3 separate regions of the Mus musculus genome follow, and all the other regions are linked to region 2. A link is a contact called in public promoter capture Hi-C data. All regions are on one chromosome and are shown on one strand. Each heading gives the region's core, a stretch centred on a gene start, on an enhancer-like site or on the middle of the called end of the contact. The rest is flanking DNA. Distances are from core to core; before and after follow the strand shown.

Region 1 (4,662 bases), core at 633-3,132, 160 kb before region 2:
CTTTCTCTCTTTCTTTCTTTCTCTCTTTCTCTCTCTCTTTCTCTCTCTCTTTCTTTCTCTCTTTCTTTCTCTCTATTTTTTTTGAAAAAGGTTTCTCTGTGTAGCCCTGGCTGTCCTAGAACTTGTACTATGGACCAGGCTGGTCTCAAAATCAGATATCCACCTGCCTCTGCTTCCTAAGTGCTGAGATTAAAGGTGTGAGCCACCACCACCTGGCTAGTGAACAATCTTTTTTTAAAATTATTTTATCGTTTAAGAATTTCATGTGTTTTGATCAAATCTACCTTATTTCTTTATGTACAGTCCCTCTTCCCCACTCTCCATGTACAGCTTCAGAACTCTTTTAAAATCCTCAGTGAGCAATCTTTGAATGTCAGTGTTAATGGGGAGCAAGTTGATAATCCTGTGGAGTTGTTTTGTTTATTTGATGGTAGACAGCAGGATAATGGCCCTCCAAATATCTGTCTTCTCACCTCAAGAACCTGTGAATGTTGTCTGTTATACTAGAAAGACAAACTAAGGTTACAGGTCCTCTTACACTGAAAGAGGGGATTAGTTCTGGACGGCTTGAGAGTCCATGTAAACACAGTAGTCCTCAAAAGCAGCAGACAAGGGTAGAGGAGTCCGAAAGAGATATGAGCAAGGCCATCATGAGTAGATATGGGAAAGACTATGCTGGCTAGCAGAGGCTTACAAGATGGGGAAAGGACTGTGCGAGAACACAGGGCAGCTTCCAAGAGCCAAGACTGCAAAGTGCACTTTGCTGCTGGAGACTCCAGATGCATTCAAACCTTGGCAACACCTTAGTTCATGGGTCAGTGTACTAATCTACAGAACTGTAAGATAATGCACATGTGTTCTTTTCAGCCTCTTAAGTTGGAAGGAGAAGGCAATAGAAACAGTAACACTGTGTGGCTAGTTTTTGTCAACTTGACACAAACTAGAGTTTTCTGGCAAGAGGGAACTTCAGTTAAGGAATTGCCTCTCAGTTTGGCCTATCGGTATGTCTGTGGGGCATTTTCTTGGTTAATGAGTGGTATTAGAGGGTCTAGCCTACTACTATGTGCAGTCCCAAGCCTGAGCATGCAGTCCTAGGTGAAAAGCAAGTTGAAAAAGCGTCAGAGAGTGATTCAGAAAACAGTGTCCCCTGTACTGTCTCTGCTTGTGTTCCTGCCCTTATTTGTCTTCATGCTGCACTGTAGTCTGGAAGATGAAATCAGTCCTTTCCTGCCCAGGTTGCTTTTGGTCAGTATTTTATCACAGCAGCAGAAAATCAGGCTAGAACAAACAGCTATTTGTGGTCTCTCCTCTGAGGACAGGAGAGCCCTCTCTGGTCTGGACCTATTATGTGTAGGCCAGAATAGCCACAAACTCACAGAGCTCTTCCTGCCTCTGACTCCCAGGTGACAGAATTAGAGAGGTGCTACCAAGCCCAGCTTGTGAAATTCCTCAAATGTGTAGTTGGTACAATTTTATAGGCTTTGAAATATTTAGTTTTTATTGTTGTACTTTTTGTCAGTGCACTATTGCAATGATGGAGCCCACGTAGTGCCATCTTGTCAACATCAAGAATATGCCACCGACTGTTCCTAGTTGGCTAATACTTGGTTTGGTGTGCCACTGGGTGATGCAATTGCCATGAAACTTTCAGTTGTACAGTAGGCTTCAATGCTCTATGATACTTACTTTAGGTTTATTCCATTATAAACATAGAATCACATGGCAGTATTTGATTTTAAGATTACCTCTAGTACTAAGTGTTAGAATGTGTGTGTAAAAAACTTGGAAGACTAGTATAAAATGCAACCTGTCAAGGATAACGCACCTCTCTTCCCATTTGTTTTCTAACTTTCAAGTGGCCTGCTTCATGGTGTTATGTAAGAAGTAACTGTTGGCATTGGTAGAATGCCAACACAAAAGCAGGCACTGGCCTCCTGTGAGCTGATTCTAGTTTCCTTGAGCTGACTCCAAGTAGTTTTCAGTAAACTGAAGCAGTTTTTTTGTTTTGTTTTGTTTTTTGCTTTAATACAGTTTTGCTGTGTAACCTAGGCTGACCTAGAACCACTATGTAACACAGTCTGACCTCCCCATCCAACTCACAGTCCGGTGTAACCCAAGCAAACTCACAATCCTATGTGTGCTTCCCTAATGCCGAGATTCTAGGCCAGAGACACTGCCCTTCTCACATCTGACTTGACTCCATATTGGTAATGACTTCAGTGGCTTGTAAGCTAAATTTCTTTGGGGTTTGCTGCTTACTAGCTATTAGGTATAAGAAGAGAAAGATGAAGTGGCCATACTGAAAGTGTCTTGTACCAGAGTGAGGCTAGAGAAGGAACAGATGTCTCTGAATGAGCAGATTTCCACTGGGCTTTTAAAATCCTAGCCCTGGAAGCTCCCATTTGGAGTGTGCGATCTAGATGTGTTCTGCTCTTGAAAACATAGATTGCATTTTATCACTGTTCTAGTTTAATTCTGTTGCTGTGATAAAATACCCTGACAGCAAGCCGCTTAGGGGAGAAGGGAGTTTGCTTGGCATGTAATTACAGTTACAGTCTATTGCTAAGGAGAAGTCAGGTCAGAAACACAAGTAGCTAATCACATTACTTCCTCCTCAGGAGCAGAGAGAAATGAGTGCCCCCTGCTGGCTGCCTTCTGCCTGCTTCTACTTAGCCAGCCTTTTCCCTCTTACACAGTTCAGGAACTAGCCCGTAAAAAGGTGCCACCCACTGCAGGCCAGGTTTTCCTACAACAATTAACAATGACACACAGTCCCCAGCCGACATGTTCATAGTCCAGTCTGATCTAGATAATTCCTCAACTGGGCCTTCCTTCTCAGGTGACTCTGGGTTGTGGCAAACTGACAATTAAAACACAGTCAATAAACAGCTTATCGTGGGATTTAAAATCTGATTTCTCACATTGTAGTTTATCAGTGTTTTCTTGCTCTTGTTTCCATAATTTGTTAACAGTTTTGTCTCATTCTGATTTAGAGTTAGTTACATTGTACTAAAGTAGCTACAGAACAGCCTTAGAGTGGGTCAGCAAGTAATTAGCAGAGAGGAACCAGTGCTCAAAGCTCTTACATTTCAGCCATGAGCTTAAGTCATCCATCTCCATCTCCTCTTGAATTGTGAATTTGAATTTTTTTTAAAAAGAAAAACACTCATGTTTTCTTCCTACTGAGAAAGTTTATTGACATAACCTCTAGTAATGTCAGTGTTACACACACGATCTGATTCATAATCTTTGTTTTGTTCTTTCTTAACTTTCTTAACTGCCAAGAATAGTCTCATTATTGAGAAAAGGTCTCCAGAATCAGTCAGAGAAAATGAATACTAACTACCAAACCTAACAGCTATTTAGTGACTGAGTTCTCTGTGAACTTAAAAGAACTGTGTTTGTTTATCCTGAAAGTCACTGGCAAAGGTTTAAAAGTAACGAATGAGATGGAAAGGAAAAGTGAAAACTTTCTGAAGTCTGAAATTTGTGGACTTGATCTTTGTTTTTGTTTTTTGTTTTGTTTTTCTTTCCTCTGTAGTTCTTAGAGAAATTTGATTTACATTCAAAAAGTGAATACTTCTTAGTTAGGAAAAGATTTCTTTTTTTTTTTTTTTTTTTTTTTCAATTTTATAGTCATCATTTATTATATACTACTTTATATTTACTTTTAGTGTCAATTAGGAATACATGGATTTAGTATCAATTTATACTGTAATCACTTGACATACAGAATGCTAATGTCTATGTAGACAATGTAAAAGTGGTTTGTTATTAATATTATGTATCCATATTTTCATCCCTTTTTTTTTCCATTTTTTATTAGGTATTTAACTCATTTACATTTCCAATGCTATACCAAAAGTCCCCCATATCCACCCACCCCCACTCCCCTGCCCACCCACTCCCCCTTTTTGGCCCTGGTATTCCCCTGTACTGGGGCATATAAAGTTTGCAAGTCCAATGGGCCTCTCTTTCCAGTGATGGCCGACTAGGCCATCTTTTGATATATATGCAGCTAGAGTCAAGAGCTCCGGGGTACTGGTTAGCTCATAATGTTGTTCCACCTATAGGGTTGCAGATCCCTTTAGCTCCTTGGCTACTTTCTCTAGCTCCTCCATTGGGAGCCCTATGATCCATCCATTAGCTGACTGTGAGCATCCACTTCTGTGTTTGCTGGGCCCCGGCATAGTCTCACAAGAGACAGCTACATCTGCGTCCTTTCAATAAAATCTTGCTAGTGTATGCAATGGTGTCAGCGTTTGGATGCTGATTATGGGGTGGATCCCTGGCTATGGCAGTCTCTACATGGTCCATCCTTTCATCTCAGCTCCAAACTCCGTCTCTGTAACTCCTTCCATGGGTGTTTTGTTCCCAAATCTAAGGAGGGGCATAGTGTCCACACTTCAGTCTTCATTCTCCTTGAGTTTCATGTGTTTAGCAAATTATATCTTATATCTTGGGTATCCTAGGTTTGGGGCTAATATCCACTTATCAGTGAATACATATTGTGTGAGTTTCTTTGTGAATGTGTTACCTCACTCAGGATGATGCCCTCCAGGTCCATCCATTTGGCTAGGAATTTCATAAATTCATTCTTTTTAATAGCTGAGTAGTACTCCATTGTGTAGATGTACCACATTTTCTGTATCCATTCCTCTG
Region 2 (4,660 bases), core at 884-3,383:
CCTTAAAGTGGCAGTCTCCTCGGTTGTCTCATGACCTTAGAGCCTTCTCTGCTTCGAATGTCTGCATTGCATTAGCTACCGTTTAACCCTTAGAGTTTCGCTTCCTTCTCCTTTCTTACTAGTATATAAAGTGTCATGAATGTGTTTTATACAGCTACATAGCTGAGTCTGATCTCGAACTTTTGATCCTGCCTCAGCCTTCCAGGTGCTGGAACTACACTCATGTACCAGTGTGCCTGGCTAACGCAGAGATTTGGGACTATTTGGTTCCTAACTGTATCCATGTATCCAAAAAGGAAACTGACAATACAAAGGAGGTGATATATATATAATATATATTTTAAAATATATATATTTTAAAGGAATGTTCCGTTGGCTTTCTAAAACAATAGATGGATCCTCTCCAGATGAGAAACTACCCATATTTCTCTTTGGGTCCTTCCCCCTCATCTTTCTGAGCAGAGGAAGACGTGCACTGATTTTTCTTGTTCTATAAAATGTTACTAGGAAGCAAATACGTCCTTTGGTACTTTTTGTACATCCTGTCTGTTCGGCTGGAGTAATTAATTCTTGCTCCTGCTGCCTGGCTTAGAGCCGGCTCCCAGGAGCTATGATTCACCAACCTGAGCCTAGGCCCTAGCCCTGTTCTGACTGGTGGTGCCATACCATGTAGCAATAATGTACTGCCCTTCAGCTTCTTCACCTAAAAACCCCAGGGACAATGACCTCCAGGTCTTTGTCCCATCAGGTTGATAAGCAGAAGTGGTGGTGGGCAGTTCGGATGCTGGCTAGCCAGAGAGGGCAGAATGTAAATGCTTTTCTTTTCTTTTCTTTTTTCTGAATCCACAGGCTGAATCAGTTCAGCCTGGCAAGTTGCCAACTCGGAAGAAGGTCCCAAAAGTTGACCAATAGAGGTTGACATGGTGACACCTGCCTGTAATTCAAGCATTTAAAAGGTTGAGGCCAGTCTGGGCTGTAAATCCATACCCTTTCTAAATAAAATAATTTCCCCCACCCCACTAAAGGAAGTAGTTTCTAAACATGGTAGCACCACAAATGGGCTGGAACTGGGGTTCTTGGCTCCCCCTTTCCAAAACTCAACTAACTGAATGGTGTGAACCACCAGAGGTACCAGTGTTGCCAGAGATGCAAGCACCCCTTTAAAACTCCAGAGCAATCCTTGCCAGCCACAGATGAGCGAATCCACCATCCTGACTGTAAACCAAACATCTGGGTGGGAAGTAACACAATTTCAATAGTAAATAACTTTGTTCCCAAATATGTAATAGAGACATGGCACAACATGCTTGTATATATCTGTGAAATGCAAGTCACTAACAGAACAGCAGGGCAAGGACTAGAAGGGATGGGGTTAGCCAGGCAAAATCTCTGACTATGCTAACAGCATCCAGCTGATCGAAGCCATTCAAACCCTCGCGTTGCTTTTGTCAAAACCAAAATCCTCCAGTGTCCCCCTGTGTGGCTCAGACTGGCTTTAGCTTTTCAACACCCCAGCCTCTGGAGCTACCGCAAGCCTGGGCTCTGTTTTTTCATGCACCTTCGGTCTCACTTAAGTGAGATAGATCCCTAGGGCTCAAGGGCATTAGCACTTTTGCCCCAGCCCACAGAGTTCTTAGGGAACAGCGATGTAAAAAATGCCACAGGGCATATCACTTACTACGAGGCTACCTTTTCCCAGAGTCATGCTCTGTCCTTGAACCTGGACACCCATCTGCCACCGCAGAGGCCGGACAGAGAAGGAAAGTCAACAATGAAGTGACAGGCACTTGAACTGTGCCCTGAGTTAGAGAGAGCTCCTCGGGTTCTATAGAGACAGAGGGCACAGGCTGCCTGAGCAAGGCCAGCATGCCAGTTTCATAGCGGGACACCTGACATGTTTGGCCCGGCCCAGGACACACTGGCAGCTCTTTCCCTAGAGCTTCCTCCTTTGGAAGGAACTAAAGTTCGCAAGATTACAGCCCACACGCGAGCGGGTGCCTTACCTCCTCCATTGTGGTCCTCCTAGGCAGCGACTGGGAGACAATGCCAGCTTCCCAGAGTTGGATCCTGGGGCCAACAATGCTCTCGCCTCCGCCAGCCAGCTTGCAGTCACTTCGCCTGTCCCGGAGGAGCTGGAGCCGGGGCTCCTCACCTGCTCCACCTGGGCTGTGGCTCCTCCCTCTCTCGGGTGGGCGGGCCTCCATCCTGCCAGCCGGACCTGCTGCATAGGGGTAGGGGCCGGTGTGTGGGCAGAAGGCCACTGGTCCCGGGCTTCCTTGCCATCACTCCCTTTGCACTGGTTTCATTTTGTGCCTGAGTCGGGTCCTCTCCCATCACATCCCATCTGGGGGAGTTTCTGAGAGCTGAGTACATCTTGTCCCTAAAGTTAGACTGAAAAAAAAAAAAAAAAAAGCTCAGGACACCGTGATCTCCTTTAGTGAGCGCCCTCACCCAACTCCGCCCCTGCTGATGGCTACTTAATTTCACAAAAGCTGCTCAGGGCTCCTAGAAAAGAAAGCTCTTAAGTGTCGCTAAGCTGGCAGGTGCTTTTATTGGGGGGGGGGGGGGGGTGAGCGGAAGCTGAAATAAATTACACCTGTTTTTAAAGACAGGCATGGTCGCGGTGTTTTAAGACATGAATCCCTTTAGCTCTTACAAGTAGCCCTGGAATCAAGTTCAGCTGTCCTCCTTTTAGCAGGGCACTAACTGGAGCTTGGAGAGATGGCCTTAACTAGCTCGGAGTGATGCTGGTAGGATGCTGAAGGAAAGGAGCTCTGATGGACAATGACTCCGGGTTCTGATTTCTTTGCTGTTTCCTGCCTGAGCTGATCCTGGCTGGAAACCCAAACTTCAGTTCCTAGATTTGGGGTGGGGGTGGGGGTGGGGCAGCAGATCTCTCAGCTGTCCTGGGGATTGGAGGTGGGCAGGTGCTCTGATTTATATACGGCCTGCTGAGTTTCATTGCTTTTTATGGACTAAAAAAAAAAATGTTTTTGTTTGTTTGTCTGTTTGGTTGTTGTTTGGTGCAGGTTCTCCTACTCAAGCTGCCTTCAAACTCACATTATAACTTGGAATGCCTCCAACCAAATCATTATTGTTGTCTTCTCTGTTTATAGCCCTGGCTATCCTGGCTATCACTGTGTAGACCAGGTTGGCCTCAAACTCACAGAGATCTATTTGCCTGTGTCTCCCTAGTGCTATGATTTAAGGCATGCACCACCATGCCTGGCTTTCAAAGTCTTAAAAAAGGTCGGTAACCGTAGGCCATCGAGGCGTCCCTGAGACGCTGCAACACTGAGAGGACAGTGAAGGTGTGCTGACTACCACACAACACCCACTGTTGGGTAGGCGAGACATGGGACCAGTACTTTGTCCACTCCAGAGTCACTGTCAGACCCTATGTGAGATACACATTAGACAGCATGCTTCCATGTATAAACACTGGCTCCTCAGACTTCAAGGCTTGAATGTGAACATGATTTTAGCAATAATCAGAATAAATTGTATATATCCCATGATTACCTTAAATACTTAAATTTTATTTTGTGTATTGAACACAGAAATTCATAATAAACAGTATTTATAATGGAAACAAAAAGTCTTAAAATAATAAGATTCCCTTGTCTTGACAGGAGCAGGGGAAGGAGAGTAGGTAGGAAGTACTGCTTGCTTGTCCCCTAAGAGGTAACCGACTGCACGATTTTCACTTTGCCCAGCACTGCTCACAGTCCTTTGCTGTCTTTCCTCAAGGCCAAGGGTCCTTTATGACCTATGCTCAGCACAGCTCTGCGCCCCAGGGGCCATTGGGCCTCCAACATCCCCATGGTCCCAACACAAGGGCTCCCCCTGGTGGCGTCAGGACAGCCTACATGGCCGAGGATAAGCAGGGCTTCAGGGTCTCCTAGAGGTTTCCTTTGGTTTGGCCCTAAACTAGTTAGAGTGGTGAGTCCTAGTGTTTACGAGGTACCTTCATTTAGCTGTTGGGCGTGGGGACTATATTGCCAGTAGGCTTGGCCTCCTCCTCCTTCCCTTGGGCTCTTTTGAATTTCCTGGCCTTTTCCTATACTTACTACGATCTAACTGTAGTTAACATTTAGAAGCTAGGATCTGCATGTGGGCAAGGAAGAGGTAGTTTTATTTCTAAGCCTGGGTTACCAATATAATGTTTCTTACTTCTATGTTTTCCTATGAATTTTATAACTTGGTTTTACTTTACAACTGAATACAATTCCACCTTGCATGTGTAACCCATTTCATTACCAGTTCATCTGTTGATGGACATCTAGGCTGATTTTTGTGTTAAGAGAGAGAAAGAATATGATGTTGAGTGAGTGGAAATGGCAGGATCTGGGCACAGTGGAGAAGGGGAAAGAGTATAACAAAATATATTGTATAATTTTTAAATTAATTAACTCTTCTGTGTGTATTTTGTCTGCATGTATTTATGTGCAGTACAGGTCTGAAGTGCATGCAGAGCCAGAAGAGGGTTGTTTGTTTGTTTGTTTGTTTGTTTTTTATCTTCTGGGACTATAGTTACAGACCACTGAAAGCCACCATGTGGGTGCTGGGAATCGAACCCAGGTCCTTTGTAGAAGCAAGTGCTTTAACTAGCGTCATGTCGCTTGCTCATTTATCTCTTGATGACAAACATCATGACTTA
Region 3 (4,517 bases), core at 526-3,025, 200 kb before region 2:
AGTATTTATGTTTTTTTTTTTTTAAGTATTTATGTTTTGAAGCACGTTTGTATGAGTGCAGGGAACTGCTAAATGGAAGTCACATGAGTCTTCATATTTCTGTATAGGAAGCAAATAATCTTCAGCTATGGCAAGGTCGGCTAACATTAAGTAAAGGGAGGGGAAGAGTGAGGGGAGCCGGGAGGAAGAGATTGCTTGCTCATAAGTGATTTGCCCACTGGTAACACTCTGGGCATGCTTTGGATTCCCTTTTATTATTATTATTATTATTTTTTACTTCCATCCTCAATACACTCATTTCTTTAATGTGTTTTTACATCATTTTGTTTCCCACAATTCTTTGATCCCTTCTGTGTTTTGTCTATGTTCTACATTTACCTGCACATGTAAATTATTTCCTATTTCTTTTAGTATTTCTCCCTTGTCCCGTATATAATGCATATCTACACACATGTATGCAAGTGCTGAAATATACTTAGGGCTGTGTCTATGATTTATTGGGAAATTTTGTTCAAATGAGTTAGAATTGAGAGTCCTGAAGAGAATGTCTTTTATCTCTATAACACGATTGTCTATATAACTGAATGAAGAAAAGAAATAAAAGGAGACCATAACTGCTCCTGGGTATGGTGGATGTGCTGGCTTGTCATATGGCAACTTGACACAAGGTCATCTGAAAGGAGGGAACCTCAACTGAGAAAATCCAGCTGTAAGGCTTAATTAGTGATTGGTGGGGAAGGGCCCATTGCGGGTGGTTCCATCCTTGCGCTGGTGGTCCTGGGGTCTGTAGGAAAACAGGCTGGACCAGCCCTGATGAGCCAACCAGTATGCAGCAACCCCTCCCCAACCCCCCATGGCCTCCGCATCAGCTCTTGCCTCCAGGTTCCATGCATTGAGTTCCTGTCCTGACTTCCTTCAATGATGAACAGTGCGGTGGAGGTGTAAAAAATAAACCCTGCCCTCCCCAACTTGCTTTCTGGTTATGGTGTTTTATCGCAACAATAAAAGCTTTAACTAACACAATGAGGAAGGCCTGTTATAGATAAAATGAACATACAGGCAGAAGCAGAGGCAGAGACACATGGTCAGACTCAGCAGGGCCATGTGAGGAGAGAGAGGGAGGGAGAGCAAGAGAGGAGCCAAGCCTAAGAGGGGTGGGTGGCCTGGGCTAAGAAACTGGCACAGCCAAAATGGCTGAATTATCTAGGGATCAGAGGACCTGAGGGAAGGGGCAGCTCAGTCCCCGGGCTGGAGAGTTCAGGGTAGGGGTCAGGGTATGCCAGGCAGGAGGACCCTATACCAGGTGGGGACTAAGGGATGCTGAGAGAACCAGCGTCACGTCACCTTTGCTATGTTAATGCTAGGCGTCTCCGTTGGCAGTTTGTCTGGGGGTTGAGACCTAACAATAACACGACCAGGAACTACAAAACAATGGGACGCCATCTGAAGAGGGTACGGACTAGAACGTTCCCAGACAAACAAACCTTGGCTAGGGGGAGCGTGCCAGGGGCTAGGGGCGGGCCGCCCTCTCCAGCGCCTTGCCCTCTGGTCCCGAGGCATGGCTCACGGTCTACACCCCGTCACCCCCACTTCTCCTCAGATTCTCCTTCCATCTCGGTCGCGCTCAGATTCATCCCTTCCATCTTCACCGCCCTGGGCTTTTCTCGGGACGCCTCGGCTCTGCTCCCCCAGCCTGCGTCCACACGCGCCGGGCTGCGCTCTCCCCACCGCGCCCCGGGCGTCCCCGTCCCGCCCCCCGGGCCCGCTGCACTGTGGGTAGGCGGCGGCGGCGGCGGTGGCGGCGGTAGCGGCGGCGGCAGCGGTAGCGGCGGCGGCGCTCAGAGCCCGCGGCAGGGGGAGCCCGTGCGCCGAACATGGCTGAGAAGCAGAAGCACGACGGGCGGGTGAAGATCGGACACTACGTCCTGGGGGACACCCTGGGCGTCGGCACCTTCGGCAAAGTGAAGAGTGAGTGCAGCGGCGCGGGCGGGCGGGCAGGCGCGAGCGAGGCCGGGTGGCAGGTGGAGCGCTCGCGGGCGAGCCCGGGGCACAAGCACCTGGAGCCGCAGCCCGGGCGTGGGTCCGGGGGGACCAGCGGTTATGGGGTGTGCCTTGGCGGGGGGTGCCTCCGAGCGCCCTGTCTTTTCTCTATGCCTCAGCTCGCTTGTCTGCAGAATTGGGCGATTGGCCCAGTCCGAAGGGCCCCGAAGCGTGGGGAGGATGGGGGAGTCACGGCGCCCGCCGCGAATTGGGAGGGGGTCTCCCACTGGTGCCAAGTGCTCTGCGTGGAGCCTCATCTGTGGTCACACTTAATCCTTAACGTGGCACCGGCCGGGTGCGGTCCTCACCTTAAAGGTGAGAGAACTCGAGCTCCAAGGCTTCAGAGACACGCCCAAGGTCACAGAGAATTGGCAGATTCAGGGTGAGGTCTAAGATGTCCTCCAATTTTGGCCTTGCTGATGAGGTCCCTGCCTTTCCCAGATTCTTCCCTGTCCCAGTCCTTTGATGGTGGAGTTGACCAGGGGCATGCCCATAGCAGAGAGGTGCCAAGTCCCTCTGCTGGGTGTGTGAAAACGCTGGAATGCAGCGGGTTGGACAGAGAATTTAGGAGAACCCCTAGCTCTGTAGGTTGATTGGTTCAAGGAAGGATTCTGTGGTCAGGGTCTGGGAGAAAATGTTGCTTGGTGATCGACTTTGGGTCCCCAAGAGGTCAGACTTGCTTAGGCAAGGGGTATGTTTGTTGGTGAAGGGACTGCTTTGGGGGTTTTGGAAAAAAACTGGTTGCTTTTGAAATGTCACACTGCACTAAACTAGTTAAGTATTAAACTTTGCTTTGCTTTCTTATTAGTTAATAAGAGTCACATGGGGTTTGATTACCCGTCCTTTTAACAGAACTACAGCTCTTGTTAAAAAAAATACTTGGTAGCAAGTTGGGAATTAAAAGTGAAACATTAGCCTTTTGTTGTTGTTGAATAAATATCGGGTAAGCAGTCTGGGGATTTTATGCTGAGGCTTATTTTCTACATTTTAACCTCCAGTGAAGGTTTGAATAGAAGGGAGAGACTCCTCATTCCTGCGAGGATTAACTCCTCTTGGTGTATCTAATACCGGTTTGTACAACTAGAAAACACTGAATGCTCTCACCACATGCGGGGAACTGTTCTGGGCAACGGAGTTCTAGGAAAGAGCAAAACCTGAGCTCTCCTGGGACTTACTCGCTATGAGGGAAAGACAATCAGAATACATGTGAAAAGTATATGGCCCCCTCCTATTGAGAAAGGAGAACAGGGGAAGGAAGGATGGAGCCTTTTGTGAGGTTGGCAGATTATATTAAGGTGCCACGTGGCCTCACGGAGTGGGTATTTTTGTAAAGACCTAAAATGTTTGTAAAATTCTTTGAAGTCTTGTGAAGTTGGGATCTTGTAAGAGTTGTGGATAGTTGGGAGATGATAATGATAGAGATTAGATAATGATGTTGCCACCATCTTTGCAGAGAACTGCTTTGCTGTGGCATTGCAAAGTTATGCAAACGGCTGCTTTGCCATTTAGGGTAAGTTATATAACTTAGCCTATATGCTTTCATGTTCTGCTAAGTGCTTTTGTTTGCGCTTGCTTTTTTTTTTTTCCTCTTGATGTAGAGTGGAATACCCGATCTGATTTCTCAGGCCATTGTCAAGGGATAGTTCGAAAATATTTGGTTATAGTCTCTGTCTGCTTCTAAGCGCCAGCTTCCTAAAATATAAATGGAGCAGAAGGGACCTTTGGCTTATGAGAAAAATCTTTTTCCTGGAGAACCCTGCTGGAACGAGCTGTTTGGATTTCTCCTGACCATTTTATCTTCCCTAAAGAGATATTCCCTATGTGGTGTGATAGTTACTATTAATTGTCAAATGCACACAAGGAAGAAACACCTAGGAAGGGAAGCTTAATGAAGAATTATTTAGATCCAGTTAGCTTCTGCGCATGCTCAAGTGGGAAGCCCTCCCCCATTCTGGGCAGTACTGTTCCCTGAGTTTGGGTCCTGCGCTCTGTTAAGTATAGAGGGATGGGCGAGCATGATGAGCAGGCCTGCCTGCATGTGTTCTCTCTCTCTGCTGGTGACCGAGGATGTGCTTCACGTTCCTGCCTTGACTTCCCTCAAACGGACTGTAGCCTGGAAACTGAATTAAAATAAACCCTTTCTTCCCTAAGTCACTTTTAGTTGGGGTGTTTTATGACAGAAATTAAGCTAGGTCAAGTGGGTTTGTAATCAATACAGCTGTAGTTGTTAAGTCAAGGGGCTGGTGAAACAAAGTATATGCGTATTAAGAATACATTTTAGGGCTGGAGAGATGGCCCAGTGGTTAAGAGCACAAACTGCTCTTCCAGAGGTCCTGAGTTCAATTCCCAGCAACCACATGGTGGCTCACAACCATGTAATGGGATCTGTTGCCCTCTTTTGGTGTGTCTGAAGACAGCTACAGCTCATATACATAAAACAAGTAAATCCTAAAACTTAAAAAAAAGAGTACATTTTA

The links. Promoter capture Hi-C pulls out the DNA fragments that hold promoters and counts their contacts.
Region 1: a contact with region 2 is called in a promoter capture Hi-C map of liver, with 3 times the contacts expected there. The contact joins the enhancer-like site here to the promoter of Fyb2 in region 2. A contact is called at or near these places in 6 of 39 promoter capture datasets (embryonic stem cells, hippocampal neurons, liver and 2 more) and 1 of 115 datasets of contacts at active chromatin or transcription factors (embryonic stem cells).
Region 3: a promoter capture Hi-C map of liver shows a contact between it and region 2, with 3 times the contacts expected there. The contact joins the promoter of Prkaa2 here to the promoter of Fyb2 in region 2. A contact is called at or near these places in 12 of 39 promoter capture datasets (the C10 cell line, cranial neural crest, embryonic stem cells and 7 more), 45 of 484 Hi-C or Micro-C datasets (the AML12 cell line, B cells, the BV-2 cell line and 26 more), 10 of 115 datasets of contacts at active chromatin or transcription factors (bone marrow-derived macrophages, embryonic stem cells, extraembryonic endoderm stem cells and 5 more) and 2 of 9 other capture datasets (adipose tissue and embryonic stem cells).

What each region holds. Positions count from the first base shown.
Region 1 is chr4:105,069,186-105,073,847 of GRCm38.p6, reverse strand. All of the region lies in intron 2 of Prkaa2 (protein kinase, AMP-activated, alpha 2 catalytic subunit), which reads left to right. Among named protein-coding and RNA genes, the nearest start is that of Gm36893, 38 kb to the left of the region's middle. Within about 2 kb of position 1,882, at least 43 of the 459 cell types and tissues checked have an H3K27ac peak or open chromatin away from gene starts, as enhancers often do. A contact at or near this core is called in liver, where this site is marked.
Region 2 is chr4:104,911,034-104,915,693 of GRCm38.p6, reverse strand. Fyb2 (FYN binding protein 2) reads right to left here and starts at 2,133. Exons shown (of 20, transcript NM_001162980.2): 1 at 2,004-2,133. The coding sequence starts at 2,012.
Region 3 is chr4:105,107,156-105,111,672 of GRCm38.p6, reverse strand. It overlaps Prkaa2 (protein kinase, AMP-activated, alpha 2 catalytic subunit), which reads left to right and starts at 1,775. Exons shown (of 9, transcript NM_178143.2): 1 at 1,775-1,968. The coding sequence starts at 1,875. Gm36893 (a long non-coding RNA gene) reads right to left here and starts at 1,775. Exons shown (of 2, transcript XR_376484.4): 1 at 1,485-1,775.